Regions from separate parts of the Mus musculus genome. Here all the other regions are linked to region 3. The links are chromatin contacts, called in public HiChIP or PLAC-seq and promoter capture Hi-C maps. All regions are on one chromosome and are shown on one strand. The core of a region is the stretch at or near the end of the contact, and the rest is flanking DNA. Distances in the headings are between cores, read along the strand shown. Region 1 overlaps Dlgap2 (DLG associated protein 2). Region 2 overlaps Arhgef10 (Rho guanine nucleotide exchange factor (GEF) 10). Region 3 holds the start of Tdrp (testis development related protein).

Region 1 (3,214 bases), core at 619-3,118, 870 kb after region 3:
CTATGTCTATACTTATGTCTATATATCTATATCTATACATCTCTATGTCTATATAATCTATATCTATCTTATCTCTATCTATATACGTATGTATATGTGCATTATGTGTATATATATGTGTGTGTGTGTATTTATATACCTGCATGTATGTTCATACATCCTTACCTTCATATATTAACATATGCATATACCCATTTATTGCACACACACATTGTTTGGTTTCTCCTGACTAAGATATTTATAACTCCATGAGAATCATGAATTATATCCGTAGTTCTTTATAGGAGATTTTACAGTCCTGACATTTAGTACCTAACATTTTCCACGAAGGTAAAAGGCTCTGCTGGGCCTGTCACAAAGGCAGCAGGTGTTCTGACTGCGCTGTGCTTGTTAGCATACATGGAGACACTGGGCTTACAGCATGTCCTACTGCATATGCGGACATGGCCCCTCAGAGCTGTGGACCCAGGTCCTTCATCAGGTCATTAAGGATAACGTTTTCTCTAACATTTTCCTGTTAGCCCATTAAAGTTCATCAGGACATTTCGCATGATAACACGGCACCTTTGGCATGAAGCTTTGTCGACATTTAAAGGGTGATCTGGAAGGTGTGCGACCTTGGGAGATGAAACTAGATAAATGTCTGGCCATTATGTGTGGCTCTGCCTTCCTCTGCGCACTACCTATGCAAGATTAGATTGATCATAAGGAATGCTATTCTGTGTAGTTGTACTCAGGGTGGCCAGACAGCCTCTGAGGCCTCTCGGTTCAGATCATTCTGCAGGGGGGACAAAGCTCACCCTTGAGCCTCTTAATTGCACCCCTCTTCTGCACCTGATGGAGCTGATTTGGCCTTGAAATGACCCACCCTGACATCTTTGAAGCCTTGCAAGTTAAAAAAAAATCTGGTTGGCTATCTTCTTTTCTTTTGGTTTCTCTTTGGGACCTATGAGACCCTCATTGGAGGGCAGTGTCAGAAGACATAGGCGGAAGACAGAGCATATTATTTGCTCTCAAAGCCGTGGTTCATGGTTGCTGGGGCCACTGCTGGTAGTAAACATTTGTAGGAAGTTTGCCCATCCTTAAGTCTAGGAAATGACCCTAGGGAAAGACAGACACCTCTTCCTAGGTTTCTCCAAGCTGTGCAGGCATGGGCAATTTGTGATGTAGCTATAATGCAGCTATCCCTCTCCCACACACTCAAGCAGAATCAGACAGAAATCTTGGACTGCCAGAGTCAGCCTTAGCTTGGCAGACATATGGACAGACGTCGCCATCTAGTGTTTCAATGGAAGAACAGGCTCGAACAGCAGAGCCCAGCTCTGAACCCCACTTAGGAGGAAATGGAACTTTCACATTGTGAAAGTTCACCTTCTACCCTAGGACCCTCCCTGGTGACATAGGCTGTTACTTGAGTGCCTGTGAACTGGGAAGAGGCAATGGTGCCCAACGGGTATAGTTTCCACGTGAGCATTCACTCAGCTGTGAACCAAACAATGTTCAACCCAGACCACTGATGAAATGTGAACAATGTAAGCACTTTTGGACAAATGTTGATTGTGTAACTCTACAGAATAAGCCAGCCTCACACTGAGTTAGGTAACCACACACAGAATCGGTGCTTAACTGTCACAGTAAGAACCCATTGAAACAGGCTGGAGAGATGGTGGCTCAACGGTTAAGAGCACTGACTCCTCTTCCAGAGGTCCCGAGTTCAATTCCCAGCAACCACATGGTGGCTCACAACCATCTGTAATGGGATCTGATGCCTTCTTCTGGTGTGTCTGAGGACAGATACAGTGTACTCATTTATATAAAATAAATAATTCAAAAAAAGGGAGCCAATTGGACCATACACTGTGCAGAAGTGAGGTTCGTCTTAGGCTGAGAAGAAGCCCAGGTTCTGCCTGTGGATGGTGGAGTGGCACCCCTTGGACAGGCTGAGTTAAGTGGGAGGGGGTGTCCTTGAGTCTTTTGTTCCTTCAAGAGATTGACTTGACTCTCCATGGGAGAAAACTTAAATCACATTACCTTTTGAAGTCATGCTTAATCCTCAGAACTAGAGCTAGGACCCATCAAAATAAACACAATGAAAAAAAAAATGGCCATAATCCTAGTGGCCTACCCACAGGGCAATCCGTCCCATCTGATTAAGTCACATGGCTCTATGGCTTTCTTGAGCTGCAAACCATTTGAAGGATGGAACCCAGAGAGTCTGTACATGCTAGGCAAGTATTGTACCACTGAGCTACATTCTACCCGCCCCCCAGGATTTTCAAGTTGAAGCATTAAAGGGATATGCTACGTGTTTGTAAGCCACTGGCATGTGCCTGGGCTGAGGTGGTCAGGAAGAATCTCCTGCCTTGTTTCAAACGTGTGGGGCTTCTCCTTGAGTGACTTAAAGGAGAAAGAATAGACACCCCCCCCATAATGTCCCTGTGTTTCCACAGGACCCCAGCGCCATGCCAAGACCCACCTCACAGGATCTAGCTGGCTATTGGGATATGCTGCAGCTGTCTGTGGAAGATGTCAGCATGAAGTTTGACGAGCTGCACCAGCTGAAGCTCAATGACTGGAAGATAATAGAGTCACCCGAAAGAAAGGTAATGCAGTCATGTGATGCGGTGGTCCCAAGCTTGTAGGCTTCTGGCGCCTGCTCCGGTACCAGATGATAGCGGATTTCTCCACATTTAATACAGGAACAGATTGTGTGTGTGTGTGTGTGTGTGTGTGTGTGTGTGTGTGTGTGTGTGTGTGTGTGATGGAGGAGGGGTATTGCAAGCACATACACAAATGGCCAGGAATGGAATCCTAGGTTCGAGAATAGCAGTGGGTGTCTTGCTCTATCTCCGGTACACAGACATCTCAGAGACACCAGGAAAGATCCCTACATCTCTAATCTCGTTTCCTCCAGGGATAAATCCTGGCTCATTTTCATCCAACTTCTGTTTGGATTGTATTTAGCTGATCTCCCACAGGTAAGATCTTAGGTCTGGCTAAGATGACAATTGTCTTCTATCCAAATACACTTTACCTGGTACATGTAGGGAGCTAAGGGCGTGACTGCATTTAAACCTTTCGGAGCAGTCTGAGGGTGTGGTCTTCTGATGGAGCTTCATCATCCTTAAATAGGCTGAAAATTTGCATTAAGTCTGAATTTGGCTCCTGCTGCATGGTGACATCATCTCAGGAGAGCCCTGGAAGGCAGTCCAAG
Region 2 (2,951 bases), core at 389-2,888, 990 kb after region 3:
TCATTGTCCTGCTGCTGATATTGGTGGAGTGCCATGCCCTTTGAGGTGGTGACTTGGTGGGCATGTGACTTCATCTGTTAATGTCTCCCTTGATTAGCCTTTCCTCATCCCCCCGCTTTACAGCATGCCTTACAGATGGGATCCGCAGGACGAATTAAGGGCCCTGCCATCCCCAGGGGGCATTTCAGTTTAATGATGTGGTATTGTTGTTCATGTTTATTTATTATGAGCCTGTGATGAACCAAGTGCTGGGTCCTGCGAGCTGCCAGTGAATGTGGCACAGGCCAGGCTATCCTGAAGAAATTTAGGAGCAGACCTTCTGATGCACAGACAGTGTGCACTGTGTAGCACATCCCATAATGGAGATAAAGGGGAGACTGTGTTCTCAGAAACAGTGTCTTTTAAGAACTGTCTTCCGGAAGGACAGAGGGTTCTGCAGATTGAGGTGGGCACCCTGACTCACCCTTGCATGTGTGCCCTTGGCTGGTGACCCATTTGCAGCTGTACTGGCCTGGGTACTCCTGAAGGAGCCATGGTTGCGGGGTGACTGCAGAAGTCCAGCCAGCCAGCCCTGGGGTCCATGGGAGACTAGCCCTGGGTTGCCCCTTCTGTCTTAGGAACACGGAACTGGAGAAGGCCCCTGCTATCTCTTGTTGCTTGAGATGCAGTGAGTCCCGCATCTGAGAGGCATACACAGCAGGGATGACTAAATCCTTTTTTTTTTTTTTTTTTTGGGTTTTCGAGACAGGGTTTCTCTGTGTAGCCCTGGCTGTCCTGGAACTCACTTTGTAGACTAGGCTGGCCTGGAACTCAGAAATCCACCTGCCTCTGCCTCCCGAGTGCTGGGATTAAAGGCGTGCGCCACCACGCCCGGCCTGGGCTGTGTGAGTGGCATGACTCCCAGGCTGTCCGTACTCCCTTGCTGAGGTTTAATGGAATGCCAGCTATATCTGAAGTGTCAAAGGTGGTGCTTCGATGTTGTCCACGTGTAAAGCAAAGTGCACAGAGCAGCCAAGTTGGTTAGGCAGCCATTATCACAGACAGGAAAATTTTACTCTTCTACGTCTTGAGGGTTAGGCATTTAGGACATGTTGCTGGGTCAGGTGGCTCAGCAGGTACTGATCACCAAGCCTGACTGGCCTGCGCTTGCTCTCTGCTGCTCACATGGTGGAAGAGAGAATCCATCCCTTCAAGTTGTCTTGTGTGCATGCCGACCTCAGTAATGGGCATCTTTCTGCACTTGAGAGGTTTGCTACTGCTGCTGCAGACTCTGTCTAACAGTAGATACTGGGAAGGGGCTGGACTGGGTGTGTCTAGATCCACCTCACAGCAGGGGCAGCCTGTCTTTAGGATCCAATGAGCCGCCCTCCAGTCAGTCACACCAGCAGCAGGCTGAACTGGTAATCAGAGGTCCCCGAGTCTCCCCTGTGCTTCCTTTAGAGTTTTGGCCTCTGTGTGTTCTTTCCCCTTCCCTGGGTGGGGCCTGTTATCTCAGGATGTTTCGAGAAGCTGGGTAGAAGTTCTTGTTCCCATTGAAATCGTACGACTTTTGTGTTGTTTTGAACGACTGTAACATTCAGCTCTGGAAGCTTGGTCTGCTGTTTTGTGTTGGAGGCAGAACGTGGGTGTCACTGCCTAGCAACCAGTGCTGAGGAAGGGTGAGGCTGTGCCAGCAGAAGCAGCAAGGAGCTGCCCCGACACAGCTCCAAGCACCCAGAAAGCAGGCTTCAGATGGAGGCAGGGCATGAACGTTAGTCGTTAGTCGTATTGGGTTTCCACGATGGACTTTGCCTACAGAGAGGGGCCTGGGAACCAGTGGCCTGGGCTCCTGTGGGGACCCATGGGTTGGGTTAAGCATTCGGATCTCCTGAAATGACTTTGGAAAGTGTGTACTTTCCTGAGGGCAGTTTAAAGTGTTTTACTGACTTTTCAGGCTGTAGCTCATGGTTGGGAAGAGAAAGATGGTGAGCCATCTGTTGGGTAAGCTGCCCCTGTGCACGCTGGTCACAGACCCAAGAGGTGGGTCCTCATTTTCTGTGTCAGATGGTTATCTGTATTGGCTTACCTAGCACATGGTCCATAGGTGGCCTGGGGACTCAGGTGATGTAGGATCCCACTTGTCTTTCTGGTGGTCCCCATCAAAATAAGAACACACCCCCTGGTGTTACATCTGCATTCTTGCTGTATTTAACATACCCATGTCAGATGATATGATAATTTGACATCTGAACCCAAAACACAATGATTGAACAAGATCCCTAGTGTTTCTGTCTCCTAGAAAATTGTTTTTCAACTTGCGATTAACACGTGATAATTAGAAATGTTTGTGGGGCACAGAGTGACATTTCGGTCCTGACAGAACACATCCTGACTGATCTGAGTACTTAATGCCACCACCTCCTTGCCATTCCTCTGCATCTGGAGCTTCGTGTCACCTCTCTTCCAGCTATCCACTGGTTGCTGTAAACTGTAGTCAGTTACACTGCCTAGCGCTTTGTCTGCACCTATCTGGAGCCCCCTCTTCAGTCTCCTCTCCTCTCCCCACTCCCAGCTGCTGGAGTAACTATTCCACATACGGACCCTCGTCTTGCCTTTCTCACATGGTGTTTATCTTCCTGGGTCTGACTTATTTCATTTAGCACAGTGTACTCCGGTGCCATCCAGTTTGCCACAGATGGCAGGACTCAATGCTCTGTTACTGGGTGTAATTTTCCATTGTGTGTACCACATTCTCATTGTCAGCTCTGTCTGCTGATGGACACTGCAGTTGATTCTGTGTCAGGCGCTTGTGACAAGGGCTGGAATCAGCACAGGTGTGCCTGACACCCCCACATCCCCCCATTTATTCCCTGAGATACAGGCTTGGGTCGGATAGCCGGAGCATGTGGAGTGTTTGTTCAGGGTTTTCTGCAAAGCCTCCCTACTGTTCTCTGAGGGTGGCTCTAAGATCC
Region 3 (3,381 bases), core at 668-3,167:
ATGCAGAGAAATTTGTTCTCCTGAAGGCAGTGGTGGAAAGAGGATCTCAGTGGGAATGGTGGGAACCTGGGGGGGTGGGCGGGAGGCGGCTGTGCACGGACAGGTGCTTGTTCTGCAAACCTGACAACCGGATCTTGATTTCAGACGCAGGGCAGTGGGTCTGTACTCCCAGAACTCCACTGGGACCGGAGCTGGGGGTGGGAACCGGTAAAAACAAGGAGACCCTGCTCACCGACGTGGAAACAAACACTTGCCTGCACTCACCGGTCATACACACATGTACGTACACACATGCACATGCACACACACACACACACACACACACAAATGCACTCCATGACAGCCCAGCAGTCACATTGTCTTACTTAAATGATCTGAAATTCTACAGAAGGCCCACCCTGCCTATTTACAGGAACTTCAGCATCAGCTATCCAAGCTTGGAAGGAGGTGACATGATATTCTGAAGGTAATCAGTGCCAAAAAGAAACTTACTATCGAACCATGAAAAGACAGGTGAAGCAAACTTAAACACATATTGCTGGCTAGAAGATGATTTAAAAAATATCTAGAGACCACAGACAAATGCTCATTACTGCCTTCTAAGAGTTGCCGTCTAGCTACAAAACCTTGAAGGCTGGAAAAATGAAAGCTAGGTAAGTTCTAGGGACACAAAAAGGTGACTTCTCAAATGTAAATTCAGATACAAACCATACCTAAAAGCTTACACTCATCAGCTGGAATGTCTGCGTGCTGGCAGCGAGCTTTATCAAATTCCCGAGAAATGTCTTACAATGAAACTTCATTCCTAACAGACGTTCTTTTGCTCCAACTAGGGAAGAAGCAATCTCGGGACTACTTCCAAGTTTCAAAAGAAAGATTTGCAACAGCCACAGTTTTCACACTATGCTTAAAAAAATAAATAAATAACTTTATGCTTAAAAATTGGCGTACTTTGTGACCTAAATTTCCTAGCACATGAAAGGGAATGAAAAGTGTCCCGAGAAGGTGGGTGGGGAAGCCTCACACAGATCCACCTGGGATCCTGTTAATTAAAAAATTCTACACATTCCAAGCGTATCTCTATACTTGTCGGGCCAAAGCTTTTTCTGTATAAAGGTCTCTGATCTCTTCTTCCGGGAGAGGGGGCGAGACGGGATCAAAGGCTTAAAAAAAGGAAATACGTGTTGTGCAAATAAATATCCAGCACACTTTATATTCGCTATAGTCACCAAAAGAAAAGGGAAAGGAAAAAACAAAAACAAAAACACCAAGCTTTTAAGTCTGAGCGAACCGCCGTCCCCGGCACCATGATTCAGGACTTCTCTGTTTCTCCAACTCCGGAATAGAAATACCTGGCCTGGAAGCGGTCACCCCGCGTCCCCGGTGTCTCAAGCCGAACCCCAAAGCCCTTGTGGCAGCAGAGCGAAGGGCAGCGCCGCCGGCCAGTGCGGAAAGTGCCCGGGGTACGCGTCCCCGCGGTACCCCACACATGCTGGCTCTGGGGCCCACGACCTGTAGGACCCGGCCACTCATCAGAGGGGTCCTCCGGGGCAGTCACCTCGCAGCCCCGAGAAGCGTCGGGTCCCTGCCAAGTCCGCACCCGGCACGCGACCCCATGCACCTGCGCTCGGCCTCCAGAGCACCCCGCGGCCCGCACCTGCGCCCCTACGCGTGCCCTCACCGACGCCGGGGCGGCTGCTGATGCTGGCGGTGCCCCTCGCAGCACATCCTCTTCCTCGGGGGGCTCGTCCAGAAGCACTCGACTTCGGCTCAGCTTCCACATCTCCGGTGCTCGACCGCTCCGCGCAGCTTGGCTCCGGGACTGAAGGAGGACACCCGGCCCGCCGCGGCGCTGGGACAGTGCGGAGGACTGGGCGGGGAGGGGCGGTCAGCTGCGGGCGGCCGTCCCCGGCCCGCCCCCAGGCCCGCCCCCAGACCCTCCTCCAGCCTTCAGGTTCCTCAGGTCCCCTGCCTCCCTGGTCCTCCCCCACCCTGACACTCAGCCCGCGGGTCCCCTACTTCTCCAGGACCGCTCCAACCTCCCTAAGTAGGCCCCCCAGGGAATCAGCGGGCCGAGTGCTTTACCAAGGGGCCAAGAACACTGACGCACCAAAACCACGTGACATTTCACACCGGCCGCCCCTCAACTCCCGGCCCTTCACTCACCCAGCCCGATGGGCGTGGTCCATCCTGGATCACCAAGGCAACGCCGAGGTGGGGCCGCGCTTTACGCATGCTCGCCCAGTTGGTGCTACGGGGGCCGAGGGCGGGGCTTCGGTGACCGCAGGCTGAGGGTTAGTGGTCTATGCTGATCCTAAAAGGTCCATTAGTGGATATGGACCACCGGAGAGGGGGGCACCTGCAAGGGAGGAGGGTGTTAGGGAAAGAGAAGGGTTCCTGCATAGACTACGGTCACTTTGCGCTGCTGTGAGGCCTGCATCGATAGAGTGATGGACACAGAATCAACCAGAGTCCAGGGAAGGTTCCCAGGGCCCAGAAGAGACTAGGTAGGTGGGTTGGCAGTGCCAGTTGGACCTGGGGCCTCGACTTCCCTTTGTAGTCTCAGGGTGACACTCAGACTAATGCAGCCTGAGTTCAGATCTCCAGCCACCAAAAAAAAAAAAAAAAAAATCTGGGCATGTGGGCATGGTGACATAAGGGGGTGGGCAGAAGACAGTGTGCACTCAGTGTGGCCAATCAGTGAGCTCTGGCCTAAGACGTCTTATCTTTGAAAATAAAGTGGAAAGTGGTAAAGACAGCAACTTGACTTCTGGCCTTCCCAAATACTCACTCTGTCCAACACTGTACACACATAACAGGTAAATAAAACTGTCCACAATTGTATGCTTTTGTGAGAAGTGCTGTAGGTAAACTCCGAAATGCCTTGTTCATGTTCTTCAAGTGCATAAGAACGTTTAAGGATGTAAACACAGTGAGAACCTTCTCCAGCCAGCTCAGACCCGCCTGGCCTGTCTGGGAGTTATGAACAGGTAGCCGCAGGGTACTTGCGAATACAGCAAGCAAAGGCTTCACAACACCGTGGTTTACAGGTGCAGCACAGGCCTCCTCTAAGGCTGCATCCTGCCAGGATCGGATGCTCATAGTAAGTTAAACTAAACTGAAATTCCCAGATGACTCAGAAGGCCAGGCCTGTTACCCCACATGCTAAATTCTAGACCGCTTTGAAATGGCACTAAAGACTTTGTGTGGAAGACCTCAGTTGTTAGGAAGGGAGACGGGTAAGTAGAGATGGTGGCTCTGTAAAGGACATCTCTCAGGTCCCGGGGACGCGATGCGGGTCACTGATTCCATCATCTCTGAGGCATGATATTGTCAGAGTTTGTAAGAGAATTATACAGTCTGGCTTCATTAAAAAAAAGA

The links. Promoter capture Hi-C pulls out the DNA fragments that hold promoters and counts their contacts. HiChIP or PLAC-seq counts read pairs in DNA pulled down with a chosen protein or histone mark.
Region 1: a contact with region 3 is called in a promoter capture Hi-C map of liver, with 4 times the contacts expected there. The contact joins the enhancer-like site here to the promoter of Tdrp in region 3. A contact is called at or near these places in 11 of 39 promoter capture datasets (the 3T3-L1 cell line, 3T3-L1-derived adipocytes, the C10 cell line and 6 more), 1 of 15 datasets of contacts at CTCF or cohesin (the NIH/3T3 cell line), 1 of 484 Hi-C or Micro-C datasets (uterus), 6 of 115 datasets of contacts at active chromatin or transcription factors (bone marrow-derived macrophages, embryonic forebrain, embryonic hindbrain and 3 more) and 2 of 9 other capture datasets (liver and macrophages).
Region 2: an H3K27ac HiChIP or PLAC-seq map of thymic regulatory T cells shows a contact between it and region 3, with 7 times the contacts expected there. The contact joins the enhancer-like site here to the promoter of Tdrp in region 3. A contact is called at or near these places in 1 of 39 promoter capture datasets (hippocampal neurons) and 4 of 115 datasets of contacts at active chromatin or transcription factors (embryonic stem cells, memory CD8 T cells, regulatory T cell precursor and 1 more).

The regions. Positions count from the first base shown.
Region 1 is chr8:14,841,048-14,844,261 of GRCm38.p6, forward strand. It overlaps Dlgap2 (DLG associated protein 2), which reads left to right. Exons shown (of 16, transcript NM_172910.3): 15 at 2,451-2,603. Among named protein-coding and RNA genes, the nearest start is that of Cln8, 46 kb to the right of the region's middle. Within about 2 kb of position 1,869, at least 22 of the 459 cell types and tissues checked have an H3K27ac peak or open chromatin away from gene starts, as enhancers often do. A contact at or near this core is called in liver, where this site is marked.
Region 2 is chr8:14,966,558-14,969,508 of GRCm38.p6, forward strand. The region is part of intron 18 of Arhgef10 (Rho guanine nucleotide exchange factor (GEF) 10); the gene reads left to right. Among named protein-coding and RNA genes, the nearest start is that of Gm16350, 6.8 kb to the left of the region's middle. Within about 2 kb of position 1,639, at least 73 of the 459 cell types and tissues checked have an H3K27ac peak or open chromatin away from gene starts, as enhancers often do. A contact at or near this core is called in hippocampal neurons, regulatory T cell precursor and thymic regulatory T cells, where this site is marked.
Region 3 is chr8:13,972,860-13,976,240 of GRCm38.p6, forward strand. It overlaps Tdrp (testis development related protein), which reads right to left and starts at 1,918. Exons shown (of 3, transcript NM_173744.4): 1 at 1,682-1,918. The coding sequence starts at 1,783.